Regions from separate parts of the Sus scrofa genome. Here regions 1 and 2 are each linked to region 3. A link is a contact called in public HiChIP or PLAC-seq data. All regions are on one chromosome and are shown on one strand. Each heading gives the region's core, a stretch centred on a gene start, on an enhancer-like site or on the middle of the called end of the contact. The rest is flanking DNA. Distances are from core to core; before and after follow the strand shown.

Region 1 (2,700 bases), core at 88-2,587, 34 kb before region 3:
AAAATTATATGGAGTTCCCGTCGTGGCGCAGTGGTTAATGAATCCGACTAGGAACCATGAGGTTGCGGGTTTGGTCCCTGCCCTTGCTCAGTGGGTTAACGATCCGGCGTTGCCATGAGCTGTGGCGTAGTTTGCAGACGCGGCTCGGATGCTGCGTTGCTGTGGCTCTGGCATAGGCTGGTGGCTACAGCTCCAATTAGACCCCTAGCCTGGGAACCTTCATATGCCGCGGGAGTGGCCCAAAATATGCCAAAAAGACAAAAAAAAAAAAAAAAAAAAAAAAAACAAAAACTTATTTACTGTGTTCAGAACCAATTTGCAAAATAATATTCCCTGGCCTGGGAACTTCCGCATGCCACTGGTGTAGCCAAAAAAAAAAAAAAAGAAAAGAATAAAGAAAAGATTTCTTAAAATATAGTCATGGAGTCCCCATTGTGGCTCCGTGTTAAAGAACCTGACTAGTATCCATGAGGACTCGGGTTTGACCCCTGGCCTCACTCAGTGGGTTAAGGATCTGGTGTTGCTGTGAGCTGTGGCTGTGGTGTGGGCCTGCAGCTGTAGCTCAATTCCACCCCTAACCTGGAAACTTCCATATACTGCAGGTGCAGCCCTAAAAAGATTAAAAACAAAAAACAAAAAAACAAAAAAACCCCCCAAATCAAACAAAAACCCCCCGAAAATATAGTCATATGTTTTACCAGTGTCTTTTCTTGCCTCTTTCCTCTCTCCTCCCCTTCCTCCTTCCCTCTCTTCCTTTCTTTTTCTTTCCTTCCACCCTTCCTCCTCCCTTCCTTCCTTGGCCAAGGAAAGAAGAGAAGAAAATAAAAAGGAGTTTGGGCTATATGCACAAATACTGTCTCTCCCTACTTTCCAATTGCACAAACCTAAATACAGACAACCAGTTACTTTCTCTTTCTTCTGCAATTCTTTCTTACAGCCGTTTTAGGAACTGCTGCATGTTTATAACCTTTTTCTCACAGATGTTACATTTTATAAAATGTGACTCATCGGGGTGGTACTGGTATCTTTAGATGGAAAGAAATCTCTGAGGGATGGATGATTACACAGTCTGGTTCACTCAAAACCTAAAATATTTGAACAGAATATTTCCTGTGGTAAAAAGGCAATGAGATTTTGCCATACTTAAAAGAATCAGAAAGATCAATGGTTTCAAATTCATTCTTTTCTTTGAAAGGAATGAAGGAGGGACGGTATTCTTGTTTGGGGAGGTTTTGTTTTCATTTGCAGTATGATTTTAATTTGTGCAGTCTTTGTTTTGGACTTTGGTCCATATTTTCGTTCCTATGTTCAAAAAAACATTTACTAGAACATTTTTTGAATACCTGCTCTGTGTAAAGCACTGGACTTGGTGCTACTTGCAGGCACAGAGAGTAGTACAAGAGCTAGAATATGTTGTCCTGCTATCTTTGAGCTTCTCTCTCATAAAAGTTTAAACTAAATGCCACCTGTATTTTTCAGATTTGGCACCTGGGGTCCTAAGTAAGAAGGTGACTCATCTAAAATCATACGGCTAATGAAATGTAGAACAAAAACTTAGAGAATCACCTCTCCCAAGTTCCAATGCTCTTTCAACACATCAGGCTGGCTACCTAGACCGTGGACGTCAGTGGGGTCAAGTGTCATGGCAGGGCTGGAACTAGGGTGAGGTAATTGTGGCGAAATTTAACACGCACCAAAAATTTCAGTAATCACAATTAATGCAAAAAAAAAAAGAAAAATACATGCTGAACAAAATATCATAATTTTAAGTGAAGTCAGGATCTGACCCTGTGCTTGATCCAGCTTGCCTTGCCGCACCCTAATCTTGGCCTCACGCCATGCAGTCTAAACTCGTAGGTGAACCAATGGGGAAAACCAACAAGAAAATATTCCTATGGCTGGGATAATTGTAAAAGCGTCCTGGAATGGATAGAGTGGGTTGAGATGTTCAGAGATGGATCGCATATGATCTACAGTAGTGTATTGAGATAAAATAGCTCTCCTTTCTTTTAATAAGAAACAGACTGAAGACCAGATGAACATCTCGAGATGTGATGATGGGCCATGATGGCCTCTAGGGGGCGCTGCTCGCATGATGAACCCTGTTGCCCTCAAGGGCTCTGTTATGGAGAGGACAAAATGGAATCTTCAGAACCTCACAGTGGGGTTTGGTTGGAGGCTTTGATGGGAACTAGAAACAGGTTTAACTTTGCTTCCTTTCTTCTTTCCTTTTCTTTCTTTCTTTTTTTTTTTTTTTTTAGGGCTGCACCGGAGGCATATGGAGGTTCCCAGGCTAGGGGTTGAATTGGAGATGTGGCCACTAGCCTGTACCACAGCTATAGCAATGCTGGATCTGAGCCATATCTGGGACTTAGACCACAGCTCACGGCAATGCCAGATCCTTAACCCACTGAGCGAGGCCAGGGATCAAACCCACGTCCTCATGGATACTAGTTGGGTTTGTTACCAATGAGCCATGAGGGGAACTCCCCATTCTGATTTTCTTCTCTCTCACCCATATCCTGCGCCTGTGTTAAGCCAGGACTTGGATATGCATCCTTTGAAATTACCCTTGCCCTACTAAGGCCAAGAAGAATCAGAGTGGTGTCGCAGAGCAGAGGAGGGGCTCTTGGGAAAATGTAGTCCATGTGTGGTCCAGGTCATCAAGAGAGACCACGATTTGAGACTTAACCTGCTCTG
Region 2 (2,700 bases), core at 161-2,660, 52 kb before region 3:
TAGAAGTATACTACAAACAGGGAGGATAGGCAATAGGAGACTGGAAACTGGAGACAGAGAAGATTATGGTAGTAATAGATGCCTCTGTATCAGACACTGAGCTTCACTCCATTGTCTCATTTCGTCCTCAAAGCTGCCCAATAAAGGAGATATATTTTTTTTCCCCTGATTTTTAGGGCTGCCCCCACGGCATATGGAAGTTCCCAGGCTAAGGGTCAAGTTGGAGCTGCAGCTGCTGGCCTACATCACAGCCACAGCAGAGCCAGATCTGAGCCGCATCTGCAACCTACACCCACTACACACCGCAACACTGTATCCCCGACCCACTGCCTGAGGCCAGGGGTCAAATATGCATCCTCATGGATACTAGGGATTCGTTTCCACTGCGCCACAACAGAAGCTCTGGCGATTTTTTTTTTTTTTTTTTTTTGTCTTTTTGCTATTTCTTGGGCCGCTCCCGCAGCATACGGAGGTTCCCAGGCTAGGGGTCGAATCAGAGCTGTAGCCACCGGCCTATGCCAGAGCCACAGCAGCGCAGGATCCGAGCCGCGTCTGCAACTTACACCACAGCTCAACCTACACCACAGCTCACGACAATGCCAGACTGTTAACCCACTGAGCAAGGGCAGGGACCAAACCCGCAACCTCATGGTTCCTAGTTGGATTTGTTAACCACTGCACCACGATGGGAACTCCTCTGGTGATATTATTTGTTTTTTTGTGTGTGTTTTTTGTTTGTTTGTTTGTTTTTGTCTTTTTGCTATTTTGGGGGTCGCTGCTGCGGCATATGGAGGTTCCCAGGCTAGGGGTCGAATTGGAGCCGTAGCCCCCCGGCCTATGCCAGAGCCACAGCAACTCAGGATCCGAGCCGCTTCTGCAACCTACACCACAGCTCACAGCAATGCCGGATCGTTAACCCACTGAGCAAGGGCAGGGATCGAACCTGCAACCTCATGGTTCCTAGTCGGATTCGTTAACCACTGCGCCACGACGGGAACTCCTGGCGATATTATTTGTATCCCTATCTTTACTATGAAGAAATGGAGGTTTAGAGCTTTTGACAGACTTCCCTAAGCCACACAGGTAGATGGTAAGTGGCACTGCAGCTAGAAACCAAGGCAGTCTGACTCTAGGGCTCAGTTCTTAACCACCATAAAATGCTGCCCAGGAGCTCTCTTCTGACTCAGCGGGTTAAGCATCTGGCGTTGTCACTGCTGTGGCTCTGGTCGATGCTATGACTCAAGTTTGATCCCAGATTTAGGAATGTCCATGAACCTTGAGTGTAGCCCCCCCCAAAAAAAAATTGCCCAGAAAGGCTTGTGATCTGGATTATATCAAACCATGGGGTGAGGAGGGAGTGGCAGGGAAGAGAGAGGTTTAAGCAGGGTGACAGAAGACAGACATAGAAGACCGGAAAGAAATGTCAGCTCTGTATAAACAGCCCGATGGGTTAAGACTTCCCAAAGGAGCTGAGTCAAGAGCAGGTGCCCAACAGCTGAAACTGGAACTTCTTGGGGAGGGGGGTGCTGCTGGAACTTCTCCTCACCCCACTTGGATGAGGCCAATCGTGTATCCTCAGGCCCAGGAGGGCATTCTGTGTCTTCTAACTGCGACTTGATCAGGCAAAGGGCTACATCTAACCAGTTATTTTGGAGTTTGGGGACGCCTAGAACATTGGCCTGAGTAGCAGACAAAGGGACTCTATCTGACTGCAAAAAAAAAAAAAAAGATAAAAAGAAAGCTGCACATATTTGGATACTGTGTTAATGTTCTGGCTGTGTAGAAGGATTGTGTTAGTCTTGCTTATTGGTCTTCCTATTCCAGCAGTCATATTAAGGGCCTCGTTTGTAACATACTGTCCTTTAGAAGAACAGATAGGCGTGGATGAAGGGAAGAGAGTTTGGGGTCCCTAAAGAAAGGATTTGCCTCAGCAGTACAAACTTGGGGTGGTATCAGAATTCTCGCTCTTTCTATCTTGAATCACAGAGGTACACCTTTGATATTTATTTTATTTTATTTTATGATTTTATTTTATTTTTGGCCATGATGGGTAGCTGCTTGATGTGGGATCTCAGTTCCCATACCAGGGATTGAACCTAGTGGTGAAAATGCCCAATCCTAACCCACTAGATCACCAGGGAACTCCATGAATTCTCTCGTCTTTAGCCCTTCCTGTTTGCTTAGTATTGCATGTAAAAGCCCCAGCCCATGCCACCCATTCCTCTAAATGAGCGCTGCCCCCTGTCTTGATGTCTAGTTCCATCATTATCCTAAGAATGGCAGGTCAATAAGTTTTGGAAATTGAGGGATCAAGAAAGAAACTTCATATACAATTTTTATACATCTTTGCACAAACTTTTACACATCTTCATACATCTTTAATGGCTAGGCCACCAGGGAACTCCCTTACCTATTTTTTTAAAATGATCTTTTAATAGGTCTTTAGTCCAAAAGTCTTTGACGTTCCATGGTGCCCATGCAGTTAAGGATTCGGCATTGTCATGGCTGTGGCTTGAGTTCAATCCCTGGCCTGGGAACTTCTGAATGCATGCCACAGCACAGCTAAAAAAAAAAAAAAAAAAGTAGAGTATAACACACACAAATATAAAGTTAACCTGTTTCAAAGGTTTTATTTAATGCATTTCTTTTCTTTTCTTTTTTATTTTTTTTGTTGCTTTTTAGGGCCGCACCCACAGCATA
Region 3 (2,700 bases), core at 192-2,691:
CTATTTGCTTTGCACCTGTAGATTTGGATTGTATAAACTGTTAGTAACATGTCATTCAACATACGGCCCTATCTCAAGAACTTCTATGGGTGGAACAGTTCTCAGATGTTTCTGAGGGGCTTTTCACAAGTTGTAATTCTCATTGTGGCTTGAGTAAAACTTTCCATTTCACCTGATTTGCTTTTTATCAAAATTGTTCATGTCCTACCTGTTACATGAAAAAATGGAGAATTCCAGTCTCTTGGTCTTCTAAAGTCACAGAAATTTAGCTTACAATATCCCAACAAACATGAAGTCGCCAGAATCCTAATTTGTCACGCGAAAATCCCAAGTTTAACCTTAAAATCAGTCCATTCTTCAGATGAACACAAAGATAATTTTACCTGGCCTTTTCTTTTTCATAAGATTTGATGTGATTATACCAACGTAGGGCATGACACAAGTCAGCAGGTGGTGGGCCGGAGACTGCTTCAAAAACTGCCACATCTGCTTGTGATGGCACATACCTGTCCATGATACAAAACTAGTTATACACACCTCAAAAAAAAAAAAAAAAAAAAAAAAAGCTACGAACACCAGCAAATAAATGACAAACGCTACGACCCTCAAATTATTGAATGAGAACGCGCCCATTTGTTAGGGGGCCCTAAGGTGCTTTAGCTATTTGAGAAAAGGAGAAAAAAAAAAGCTCCTTAGGATCAGGGATTATCTACTCAGTTCTCCGCGCTATCCTGAGACATGCCTGACACTTAGTAGACCTCGGAAATTGCAATCACTAACGCCATGTCTACAGGCTTCCATCTGTTAACTGAGCAAAACGCAGAAAAACCTAGTTGAATCAAGTAATCGAAAAGAAAGCACCTCTTTAACCCTTCTCTCTCTGCAGCCCCTTCCCCCGGGAGAGCCCTGGGTCCAGGCTTCCTTTCCTCCAGCAGCAGCCGAGGCCGCGCCACGTGGCCCCACCGCACCCGGCCGCCCCTGCCGGTCCGCTCACCCCTCGATGTAGCTCTTGTCTGCCAGGTAGTCGTTGAGCACCTGGAGGCCGGCGGGGCTTTTCAAGTCTCCAAAACCCATGGCGATTGTCGATCTGGGAACTGGGCCGCAGCGGAGGAAAAAAGGAGCGCAGGCGAGGGAGCCTAACGCTAAGAGGAAAAAGGCCGCAAAAAGCCCGGAAATTCCTTATATAGAGACGGAGGCGTTTCTCTCCGATGCCCCTGGCCGGAGGTTAGAGGTTAAAGGTTAAAGCACTTTACGCTTCCACAATGTAAAAATCAAGGGCTCTGAAATAGGCCGACAGATTGCCCACCGGTATTTCTCTGTGTTTGCAAATCATTAATAAAATGGATATTTCTCAAATTACTATCGCCAAGGGCTTCGGAAGATTACAAGAAGAGCCTTTTGAAGCACCGGAGATGACCGAAGACGTTCGGCCTGGGCCGCCAGGCCACTTCCGGCGGAACTGCAGGTCTGAGCCAACCCTTCTACCCCGCCCCCGCTCCCGGCTGCAACGCCCTCCGCCCCGCCCTCTGTCAAACTGACGGAAGTTGCTGAACTCAATCTACGCGGGAAGTTGTTGAACTGGGGTTTCTGGTCCCTCCCGGCTTTCCGTTCTTGCAGGACTGGCTGACGGAGATGCCCGAGGCCGCCATATTGAATAAGCAAATCGGCCTTTGAAGGGGTCGTTGCGGTGTAGACGGTTCTGCAGAGCAGCCATCCTCGGCGGCTCCAGGGAAAAGGTGAGGTCGTGTTTGGGTGAGAAGGCTGAGGTACCTTGGCCCTCGGAGTTTGTTCCTTGATGAGACTCTTTCCTTTGGTCCAACCGACTCATTTCTCCTCTTGTCCTTGACTGGGTACCCCGTTCCACCCTGCCTCCTGGGGAACCCTCAGAAAGCCGGCAGGTGAGGTCTGTTAGTCAAGGTTTCTGGTATGATGGAACAGAGAGGAGGAGAGGTCTGGAGGCCCGGGGGGAGCGCTAACCCGAATGCAGCCTTGTGGGTGACCTTCCTTCTGCAAGGGAATGCAGGACAGTCCTCTACCTGGAGAGAAGGCCGTATTGTTCCCCGAGAGAGGACCTGTGCCAAGTGACATGGGCCTAAAGACGGAGCATTTTCCACCAAATTAGCACAAAACCTGGTACAGTGCATCTTTCGTTGCTGTTGCCTTAGCAACCGTACATGCCTCTTATTATTTGGTTATGTTTATGGATTGGATAACACTTATTAACTCTTTCACTGGTGGGGAAACTGAAGAAAAGGACATTTTAAAATTTGTCCCAAGGTTGCAGTGCGAATAACAAAAAGCTACGTTGTTTAAAAGTTTGGGGGAACTAGTACATGTACTGTAAAATCGTGTATCAGAGACGACTCTGCTCAAATACGAATTGAGGGTGTAGGAAATGTAACGGTGAACTGTTTCTGATGAATAAACAGCAAATTAGTTTTTTATGGAATGTCCTTTTTTTCCACCGAGTTGTATGTGCATCTTTAAGCGGGGTGTTATGCGTTTGCCAGAACACCTGCATTCTTTAATAGCAGAGAAGTGACATTAAGTTATGGCCAGAGAGTGGAGATAGAGTTCATTTAGCAGACAGTTATTGATCGCCCACTATAAGCCAGAAATGAATCTACTAAGAAGAATTAAATGGTGATATGACTGGGGAGTAGTTAGGACATTTTAGCTGGGCTGGTCAAAAAAGTCTTC

Evidence for each region. HiChIP or PLAC-seq counts read pairs in DNA pulled down with a chosen protein or histone mark.
Region 1: an H3K27ac HiChIP or PLAC-seq map of skeletal muscle shows a contact between it and region 3. The contact joins the enhancer-like site here to the promoter of EEF1B2 in region 3. A contact is called at or near these places in 7 of 47 Hi-C or Micro-C datasets (alveolar macrophages, blood, embryonic fibroblasts and 2 more) and 1 of 2 datasets of contacts at active chromatin or transcription factors (skeletal muscle).
Region 2: a contact with region 3 is called in an H3K27ac HiChIP or PLAC-seq map of skeletal muscle. The contact joins the enhancer-like site here to the promoter of EEF1B2 in region 3. A contact is called at or near these places in 9 of 47 Hi-C or Micro-C datasets (embryonic fibroblasts, fetal skeletal muscle, heart right ventricle and 5 more) and 1 of 2 datasets of contacts at active chromatin or transcription factors (skeletal muscle).

The regions. Positions count from the first base shown.
Region 1 is chr15:109,485,033-109,487,732 of Sscrofa11.1, reverse strand. It overlaps a transcript of GPR1 not described here. Among named protein-coding and RNA genes, the nearest start is that of GPR1, 15 kb to the right of the region's middle. Within about 2 kb of position 1,337, at least 14 of the 83 cell types and tissues checked have an H3K27ac peak or open chromatin away from gene starts, as enhancers often do. A contact at or near this core is called in alveolar macrophages and skeletal muscle, where this site is marked.
Region 2 is chr15:109,502,826-109,505,525 of Sscrofa11.1, reverse strand. It overlaps a transcript of GPR1 not described here. Among named protein-coding and RNA genes, the nearest start is that of GPR1, 33 kb to the right of the region's middle. Within about 2 kb of position 1,410, at least 6 of the 83 cell types and tissues checked have an H3K27ac peak or open chromatin away from gene starts, as enhancers often do. A contact at or near this core is called in embryonic fibroblasts, retroperitoneal adipose tissue and skeletal muscle, where this site is marked.
Region 3 is chr15:109,450,642-109,453,341 of Sscrofa11.1, reverse strand. It overlaps EEF1B2 (eukaryotic translation elongation factor 1 beta 2), which reads right to left and starts at 1,441. Exons shown (of 6, transcript NM_001243524.1): 1 at 995-1,441; 2 at 384-506. The coding sequence starts at 1,074. It overlaps NDUFS1 (NADH-ubiquinone oxidoreductase 75 kDa subunit, mitochondrial), which reads left to right and starts at 1,529. Exons shown (of 19, transcript XM_003133603.5): 1 at 1,529-1,736.